Linked DNA regions of Hordeum vulgare: regions 1 and 2 are each linked to region 3. Evidence: chromatin contacts called from public Hi-C data. All regions are on one chromosome and are shown on one strand. Each heading gives the region's core, a stretch centred on a gene start, on an enhancer-like site or on the middle of the called end of the contact. The rest is flanking DNA. Distances are from core to core; before and after follow the strand shown. Region 1 holds the start of LOC123427389 (probable metal-nicotianamine transporter YSL9). Region 2 holds the start of LOC123430597 (homeobox-leucine zipper protein HOX22-like). Region 3 holds the start of LOC123430598.

What was found. A called contact is a pair of places that touch in the nucleus more often than the background predicts.
Region 1: a contact with region 3 is called in a Hi-C map of seedling, with 3 times the contacts expected there. The contact joins the promoter of LOC123427389 here to the promoter of LOC123430598 in region 3. A contact is called at or near these places in 1 of 6 Hi-C or Micro-C datasets (seedling) and 1 of 1 datasets of contacts at active chromatin or transcription factors (embryo).
Region 2: a contact with region 3 is called in a Hi-C map of seedling, with 3 times the contacts expected there. The contact joins the promoter of LOC123430597 here to the promoter of LOC123430598 in region 3. A contact is called at or near these places in 1 of 6 Hi-C or Micro-C datasets (seedling) and 1 of 1 datasets of contacts at active chromatin or transcription factors (embryo).

The regions. Positions count from the first base shown.
Region 1 is chr2H:573,419,416-573,422,115 of MorexV3_pseudomolecules_assembly, forward strand. It overlaps LOC123427389 (probable metal-nicotianamine transporter YSL9), which reads right to left and starts at 1,266. Exons shown (of 8, transcript XM_045111418.1): 1 at 611-1,266; 2 at 58-488. The coding sequence starts at 633.
Region 2 is chr2H:573,029,920-573,032,619 of MorexV3_pseudomolecules_assembly, forward strand. LOC123430597 (homeobox-leucine zipper protein HOX22-like) reads left to right here and starts at 1,381. Exons shown (of 2, transcript XM_045114451.1): 1 at 1,381-2,012; 2 at 2,107-2,700. The coding sequence starts at 1,554. The coding sequence ends at 2,448.
Region 3 is chr2H:573,166,902-573,169,601 of MorexV3_pseudomolecules_assembly, forward strand. It overlaps LOC123430598, which reads left to right and starts at 1,340. Exons shown (of 4, transcript XM_045114452.1): 1 at 1,340-1,822; 2 at 2,431-2,586. The coding sequence starts at 1,430.

The sequences.
Region 1 (2,700 bases), core at 16-2,515, 250 kb after region 3:
GAATCCCAGTGCTCCACTCGACGAAACCGGGGAGAGATTGGTGGGCGCGGTGCCGACCGGCGGATCCGATGCTGTAGCAGGCGACGGCGCAGGTCTGCACGACGGTGTTCTCCTGGCGGGTGAGCGGGCGGACGACGAGGCCGAGGCGGGCCAGCGCCTGCGTCCAGCCCCGGAGCATGACGAAGGAGATGAGCGCGGCGGAGACGTTGAGGGTGGGGTTGAGGCCCGTGGTGAGGTTGAGCTTCATCACGATGACGCTGTACATGGTGCCGACGGCCACGCTCACCACCAGGCCGCGCAGCGTCAGCTGCTCCGTCCACGGCGGCACGCGGCCGGTCGCGTGCGCGGGCACCCCCGGCTCAGCCTCCGCGCCCTCGTCGCAGAGCGCGGCTTTCCCCCCGCCGCCGCCGCTGCTCTCGCCGGCGTCGTCCCGCTGGTGGAGCCCCATCGCGAGCCCGGTGCGGGGTTGCTTCCTCCGCCGTCCCCTGCTTCATGGGGGAAAAAAGAAATATTTCCGCGGCGTCAGGTTCGAGTACAGACGGAGTAAGAAAGATTCGTGGCTCGTGAGGAGGAGCTAGTGGTGAACAGAAGCCCAGCACAAGAGTATTACAGTGCTACTAGCAGTGAAGTCATGTGCAAGTGAGCTCTCGTGCACCATGAAAGGTCGATTCAGTGGAGGAAAACATGTGGATTTGATCGGCGATTCATGAGCGCGAAAAATCCTGCGTCACCTGCGGTCTCCGCTCCAAACCAAAACGACGAACAGAAGAGTGAAGCAGGGGAAATGGAAGGTGAGCAGGATGCTAACCGGGGAGGACGTCAAGGAAAGAGAAAGGAAAACGATGGACAATAGAAGGCAACAGTTTGTTTGACAGTTCTTCTGCAGGTCTCAGCAGCAGTTAGCGCTGACTGGCCGATCACCGCCCCTTGTGTACGTTAATAGTAACACACACGCAACCACACAAAACTAGGAAATAATAATAATAACCAATCGGCAGTTCTTCCCTGGCACGCAATAAGGAAACAACATTTCCAGCAGGAAACAGGAAGGGATCCCCGTCGAATCACAGCACGAGATCGACCTCCCAAGCAAAAGAGGTGCCAGAAAACGGAAGCAACCCCAATCAAGATGATCATGATGTAGTATCAAAGAACAAAGAACGGCACAATACGAGTTACATAAAGCCTAATTTCTTTCCCAAGCAAGACGATGGATGAAAGAACAGAGAACGGCAGAGTTAAGCTGTTGTTATCCTAGGAAATAGATGGATAGACATGATGTGCTCCCCTGCTCCCATCCGAACTGTACCTGCTCGGTGATCGTAGGAGGAGGACCCGGCCGGCGACGGCTGCTGGACGGTAGTAGGAGTCGGCGATGGGTCGATGGATCCTACGTGGTGGGTGGACTACACCAGTGGACAGTGGCAGGGGTTATATATAAAGGCGTCGACGTTTGTTGTCTTATGGCGCGTGGGCCCCCGGGAGCAGCATGGTTCACGCCAACTGCGCTCGGCTTGTCTGCTTCTGCGGGCGTGTGCTCCGCGCTCGCGACGTCAGGTGTCAAGTTTTTCGCTGCATGATGCACCCCTGTGCGTTTCTAGTCCTACCCTGGTGTCTGCTTCTCTTCTGTTCAGTGTTCACCTGGTAGATGATGCTCTGCTCTCCCCGGCGGCGGAGGGAGCGGCCGACACGTCGGCGAACAAAATCCAGGCCGGGGGTCACGGGTTTGGGCAGGCAGATGCCGGCGATACGGGGAGCGTCCAGCCGTCCAGTACAACCAGGGGACCAAGCGGACGCGTTGGTGACTGTGTTTCAGTATTCTGGTTCGGTTCCGTTCTCGCTTGGTCCTCCTTTCTGCATTTCCCCATCAAGCTATAGTGGCCCAAGACACAAACACATGGTTAGTATTTCGTCGAGAAATATTCCTAGTCGCTTTGTAAGAAGGAAGTTGATCAAATTGAAGAGTGAAGTCTGTTTTGAGAGGGTAGTGTGCGTCGGAAACGAACCCCCAATGTTCAAATCCCAAAAGTCTATGTCCTGTTGTCGCTAATTCCGGATGCTTCTAACCTTTAGTGTGTATCAAAACGAGGGGATGCGTACGTGGCTCGGGAAAGACCGGAATCGCGTTCGCCCCTTCCTCTTCCTTCTCTCCCGTGATGTATGCGCTCCTCCCTGCACGGTGGCGATGGTGGCGTAGCGGATGATCGCGGCGGCGGTTGACGGCAACTCTGATGGTAAAAAGCAAGGTATGCAATGTTCTTCTACTGTGTCCACTCGTCGTATCTCTCCTCTCTCTTATCTCAGCTAGGTTTAGAGGTTTTGGAGGGTGGAGTAGGGCAAATTTAGGTGTCTGAATTGGTTGGTTTGTGGTCCAATCTGGTCATGTAGTGTTTTAATCATTTGAAATCGATGCAATGTAGGTGCTTTTTGTTGACTCCATGGACCCATCGAAGATTTTGAATGTCAGAGTTCACATAGGGGGTCGGGTTTGTTCGAATTAGACCCTCTCTGGACTATGTTGGGGGGGTGATGTGGCCTACTCAGAGATTGAGAGGGACAAGTTGTCCTCGCGGGAGGTGAAGGGCTTTCTTAGGGATCACGTGGTTGTGAAGGAAAGCATGAAGTTGTACTTCTTTTTGCCAGGCAAAGAATTGGTGAATGCACTGCTGTTTTGCATGATGATGAGGGTTGCATGAAAAT
Region 2 (2,700 bases), core at 131-2,630, 140 kb before region 3:
GTGTGCCGCCTCCGCCCGGCGCCACTCGCGCGCGGACGCGTGCCCGCCTCCGTCCGTCCGGCCGTCGACGTCCACGGTGGCCCCGCCGCCGCCGCGCGCGCGCCTCCTCCTCCTGGTCCCGGCCGGTCTATTAACTGCTCGCTCTACGTACCTTGCACACCTCTCCCTCCTACCCCGCCACCGCACTCGAGTAAGTTATCGCCGGGATTAATCCCGGTGGTCACCACGGACAGCTACTCAACCGGCCCTGCCCGCCCGTGCATAGCATAGCAGCTTGGCGCCGCCTGGTGTTGGTGGGGTTGTCAACTTTCTCTGGTGATACGGCCGCTGGAAATGACCCCCGCCGTTACCGAAGCTGGAAGAACTCCACCAACGTTAACGCAGCTGGCGATCAACAAATAAAGGCAGTCGAATCGCACTGGGTCACCGCTTTTAACTTGCCTGATCTGCTCTAACACGTTGGGATCGTGGGAGGAGCCGCAAATCGCCGGTCTCCGGGTGGAAAATGATGGGTCGAGGATAACCTCTGCTCCCCGCACTGACCCCCCAAGTGCTCACCCATCACCGTATCTATCTACTCCTACTATCTCGAGTTGCCATGCATGATGTCCCTCCGACCTTCCCTGGTAAACGATCGATCGAGCATACAGTAAACTGGACGCGCAACCGCACAAGGCGACAACAGGCGACATGACTCGCCAACGCGCTCGGCGCGACGCGCTAGCTAGCTAGTGTGGTGTGTGGTGTGTGGTGTGTGGTGTGTGCTGTGTGCTGTGTGGTGTGTGGTGTGTGCATCGGCCGGCCCGGTCGTTGGGGACAAACGCGGCGCGCCACCTCGACGCCCCTTCCGGGGGAAGCCCCCGCACACCTGGCGCCGCGACGGCGACGCGTGCAGCCCCCGACGGAGCTAGGTCCCCGGTGCGCGCACGGCCATTGGTCCTACCTGTTCCTCCCCCCGGCCGTCCCCGTCTCCCCATGGCACACCAAGGCGCACACCTTTCCTCCACCCATTGGCCGGCAAGCCCCACGATACACTTATCGGAGTAGTACTAGTAGTAGCAATCCTTTCTAGCTAGCGCCGTAGAAGCGCGAGAGATGGACGGAGACGGAAAAGAACCCGTCGGGTCGACTTATGTATTTTGAAACTCGTAGGCTTGAGCACGAGGAGGAGAGGAGAAGAGAAGAAGCAACAAACATTTTCTTGCACCCGTGCCCGTCAGCCGTGCCACGTTTCGGGTGCTGATCTCGAGGCGGGGGGATAGGCATGGGGGGCGCCGCTGGATTCGCGACACTTGGCCCGTCTTTTGCTCGGTGGCAGGCTGCGTGGGCCCGGCCCGGGGGAAGGTTTTCTTTTATCCGCCGTCGCGGAGACCACATGTTCGCATCTCGCGCAACGCGGACACGTAACGCCGTCCGCCGGTATAAAACGGGCCGAGACGCAGAGGAAGGTGGAACGAACGGGCATCGACAACAGCGTAGCGTAGGGGATCCAACAGAGCAGAGGAGAGGAGCGACCGGTCGGAGCAGAGCAGTGGCCCACTGGGTCCGTCGACATGGATTACCATCACCACCACCACCAGCAGCAGCAGCAGTTCCTGATGCCTCCGCCCGCGTCGCTGCCGGCGGCGCAGCAGCAGCAGCAGCAGCAGCAGCAGATGTGCGCGCCGATGATGGACATGGAGATGGAGGAGCAGGTGTGCTTCGTGGGGAGGGGCGGCGGCGGCGGTGGGAGGGGGGCGGAGAGGAAGCGGCGGTTCACGGAGGAGCAGATACGGTCGCTGGAGTCCATGTTCCATGCGCACCACGCCAAGCTGGAGCCCCGGGAGAAGGCGGAGCTGGCGCGCGAGCTGGGCCTGCAGCCGCGCCAGGTCGCCATCTGGTTCCAGAACAAGCGCGCGCGGTGGCGCTCCAAGCAGCTCGAGCAAGACTTCGCCGCCCTCCGCGCCAGCTACGACGCCCTCCACTCCCGCGTCGAGTCCCTCAAGCACGACAAGCTCGCCCTCGCCGCACAGGTACCTGCACCTACTCCTTAACCTCTTCTTCCTCCCGACGCTTGATCCAGCTGCTAACCACGCACGTACGTGCTCGTGCTTGTGTCGTGTGCAGTTGCAGGAGCTGAGCGAGAGGCTGAGGGAGAGGGACGGCGGCAGCGGTGGCGGTGGCGGTGGCGCGACGATCGCTGCCGCCAGCAGCAGCAGCTGCAACGGAGGCGGCAGGGAGCTGGACGACGACAAGAGGAACGGCGACGTCGAGCAGGAGCCCACCGAGAGCTGCGTGCTCGTCGGGACGGCGTGCGCCACGCCGGCGGACGTCTCGGTGTCGGTGGAGTCCGAGTGCGACGACCACCTCCGCTACGACGGGGCGGTCTTCCCGGAGTCCTTCTGCGCCACGCCGGAGCTGTGGGAGCCGTGGCCGTGGCCGCCCGTCGAGTGGAACGCGGTGGCTTGAAGCCGTGGATACGTACCTAGTAGTACCCACGTAGGCTTGTGTTGTTTGTAGCTTCACGTACGTGCATGTTGTGCTCCATTTCTCATCTGGTTGGGTATACATGATGTGGGAGGGGCGAGTGGGGACGGGCAATGTCGGGTGGGTCCGTGTAAGATAGCACTCGAATCAAGAGAAGTGACCCAAGTGATGGAACCATGGAGATGGAGGCAACCACCAAGCCAATGAGATCAGTGATTCGAATGCTGCTAGAAA
Region 3 (2,700 bases), core at 90-2,589:
TTTTCTACACTACATGATTTGAAAGTGTGTTTGATAGCACAGGAAAAACAAAAGAATTTTACAAAAAGGTTTGAGTGGATGAAAATTTTCCTCTAAAATGTAGTACAAATGAATTCTATGAAAAAATCCAAAGGATTTCAATCCTACGAATCAAACGACCATCATAGGAAAAAATCTTAAGGATCCAAATCCTTCAAAAATCCAATAAAATTTCTTTGTATCAAAGGAGCCTAGACCCGTGACTTCAAGAGCCCATCGGTTGGAGTTAGACGGAGTTAAATAATCCACGAAAAGCTGCTTAAAGCTGTGCCGGTTCCTTAATTCTTCTTATTAGCCCCATTCCCATGTCATCAACCACTGGTAATTAACTAACCGAGAGTGATTGCTACGGATAAACATAAAATGTATCTCTGTAAACTAATATAAAAATGTTTAGATAACTAAACTAGTGATCTAAACGCTTTTATATTAGTTTAAGGATGTATTTATTTTTGAGAAATCAACAGGAGGTCTGCCTCAGGGCAACTCCAACAGGCCAACGATGATTTTGTCTGTTTTTCGTCTGTTTGTGTCGTCCGTCGGTCTGTCTGTATCCCTTTTTCTAAATGGTCAACACATGCACTCAACGAAAAGCAAGTAAACAATTCTTTTAAAAAAAGCAAGTGAGCAGCAACATCGTGTCAATATAATAATAGGAGAAAGATGAATGAGGTGGACCAGTGAATTAAATAAGCAGATAAAGGTGGTTGGGTGGCTGTGTGACAAGTGGGTCAAGCCGGCCACATGCGGACACCGAGAGGGTGCGCGTCCGCTTCGCGTCCTCACCGACCCATTTCTGATGAAATGGATGGACGCGGACTCGTATTAGCAATGGATCCGCGAGTTGGGTCATCACTTTTGTTCGTGTGGTTCCAAACAGACGATCATAGATGAAATGGATCGACCCATTGTAGTTGCTCTTAGCTATGGTGACCCCAGGCTTTGGGCCAACGGGCCCATGAGTCAGCGAGCTAATGTGGCTGTATCATGGCATTGTGGCAGTGTACGATGCTCTGTCAGTCACTCAGTCCAGTGAGCAGACTCCGGAGAGCAGTAGCTACACTGCAGCGCACTACACCCATCACTGACAAGGCGGCCGAGCAATGTCCGGGTCCACACGTCATCTTCTAGTCCCGTATCATCACTCCATGGCCTGTCTCAGATGTACCGCATGTACCGATGACTGGTAGGTGGGACTGACTCGTATGTGTCCCCACCTATCATCGTAAAGGTGCGCGCCGCGCTGGGTTTTTTCCCTTCCTTAAACCGCACGCCAGAACCAGGCCAAACCCACCACCGGGGAAAGAGCGGAGGACGGAACGGAAAGGTCAAAAGAAAGGGAGCAAAACAGTCGCCGCAGTACAGCGTTGGAGCCGAGCGGCTGACAGATATGCTTCCGGGAGTGGAGGACGGCAAGCGGCGCGGCGTCAGCGACGCCGAGGCCGAGGCCGAGGCCGGCGCGAGCGCGGCCGCCCTGAACGACCTCTGCGCCACCGCCGGGGACGCGGGGGGCCCGGTCCCCGCGCCGTTCCCGAGGGCGGCGTCCCTGGCGGTCGCGGCGCTGCTCGCGGTGGGGATCGGACTCGGCGTCCTCGTCCTCGCCGTCGTGCGCAGCGCCGTGCTGCTCGTGCTCGCGCTGGTGCTCTCCGCGGCCGTCTCCGCGTTCCTCCTGTGGAATGCCGCGGCCGCGGCGTCGGGCCGCGTGCTGCGGCGGTTCGTCGACGGGCTCCCGGCCTCCAGCCTCCGCGTCGCCGCCGACGGCCAGCTCGTCAAGATTACCGGCGTACGTTTTATGATTGCCTATCCATTTTACCTGTTCTCAGTCGCAATTGCGATGGAAATTGATCTAAGATTTCCAATTCCAGCAAGTGCTCCGTTCTGAAGTCTCGTGCCTGCCGAAATTGAGCCGCCATTTAGTGGGGCAGTATATTCAGTACTGTAGCATTTTGTATGGCGTATACTAAGTGTATCGATTTCTTATCTAAGATAAGATATGTGGAGTATAATGCGTGCGCCGTATAGCCATTCCGCATTTTGTGGCAAACCCACTCATGTGCCGTGTAGTAAAGGTGCATCAATCTTTTGGATGGGTGTATGCTCATTGACCTTATCTTGAAAGTTAGTTCTCTCAGATTGGATTGCTGTGGATAGAAGCTTCGCTGGCTGGATATTAGTATAATCTTACAAGGGGCAAAGAGCTCCCTACTTTATATGCCAAGCTAATGGAAGTAACTTCTATGTAAAGACTAAACACTAATGATCGTTCCTTTTGGTTTGTCAACTTGCCGATTCATTGTTGTAGTACAAGCATTGTTTTCCTTGTGTATTAACTATGTGAGCAGAATGGTGGGCTAATCTCATATGTGTTGTAATGTTTGTTCTTTTATGCAGATGGTTTCATGCGGTGATATTTCGTTGATTTCTTCATATGAGAAGGTGGAGAACTGTGTCTACACATCGACGCTTCTAAGAAAATGTGGTAGATGGGGTTCTGAGGTGGCAAATCCTAAAAATAATTGTTCCAGGTGGAAATTGACACATGCTGAGGTTAGAATGCTCTGTCGCTATCTAATTATATTTTGCAGAGATTTATGTATACTTTTATGTATCACATAGTTACTTCATTCTGTTCATATTGCGCCTATCTCATTGTAATTTTAT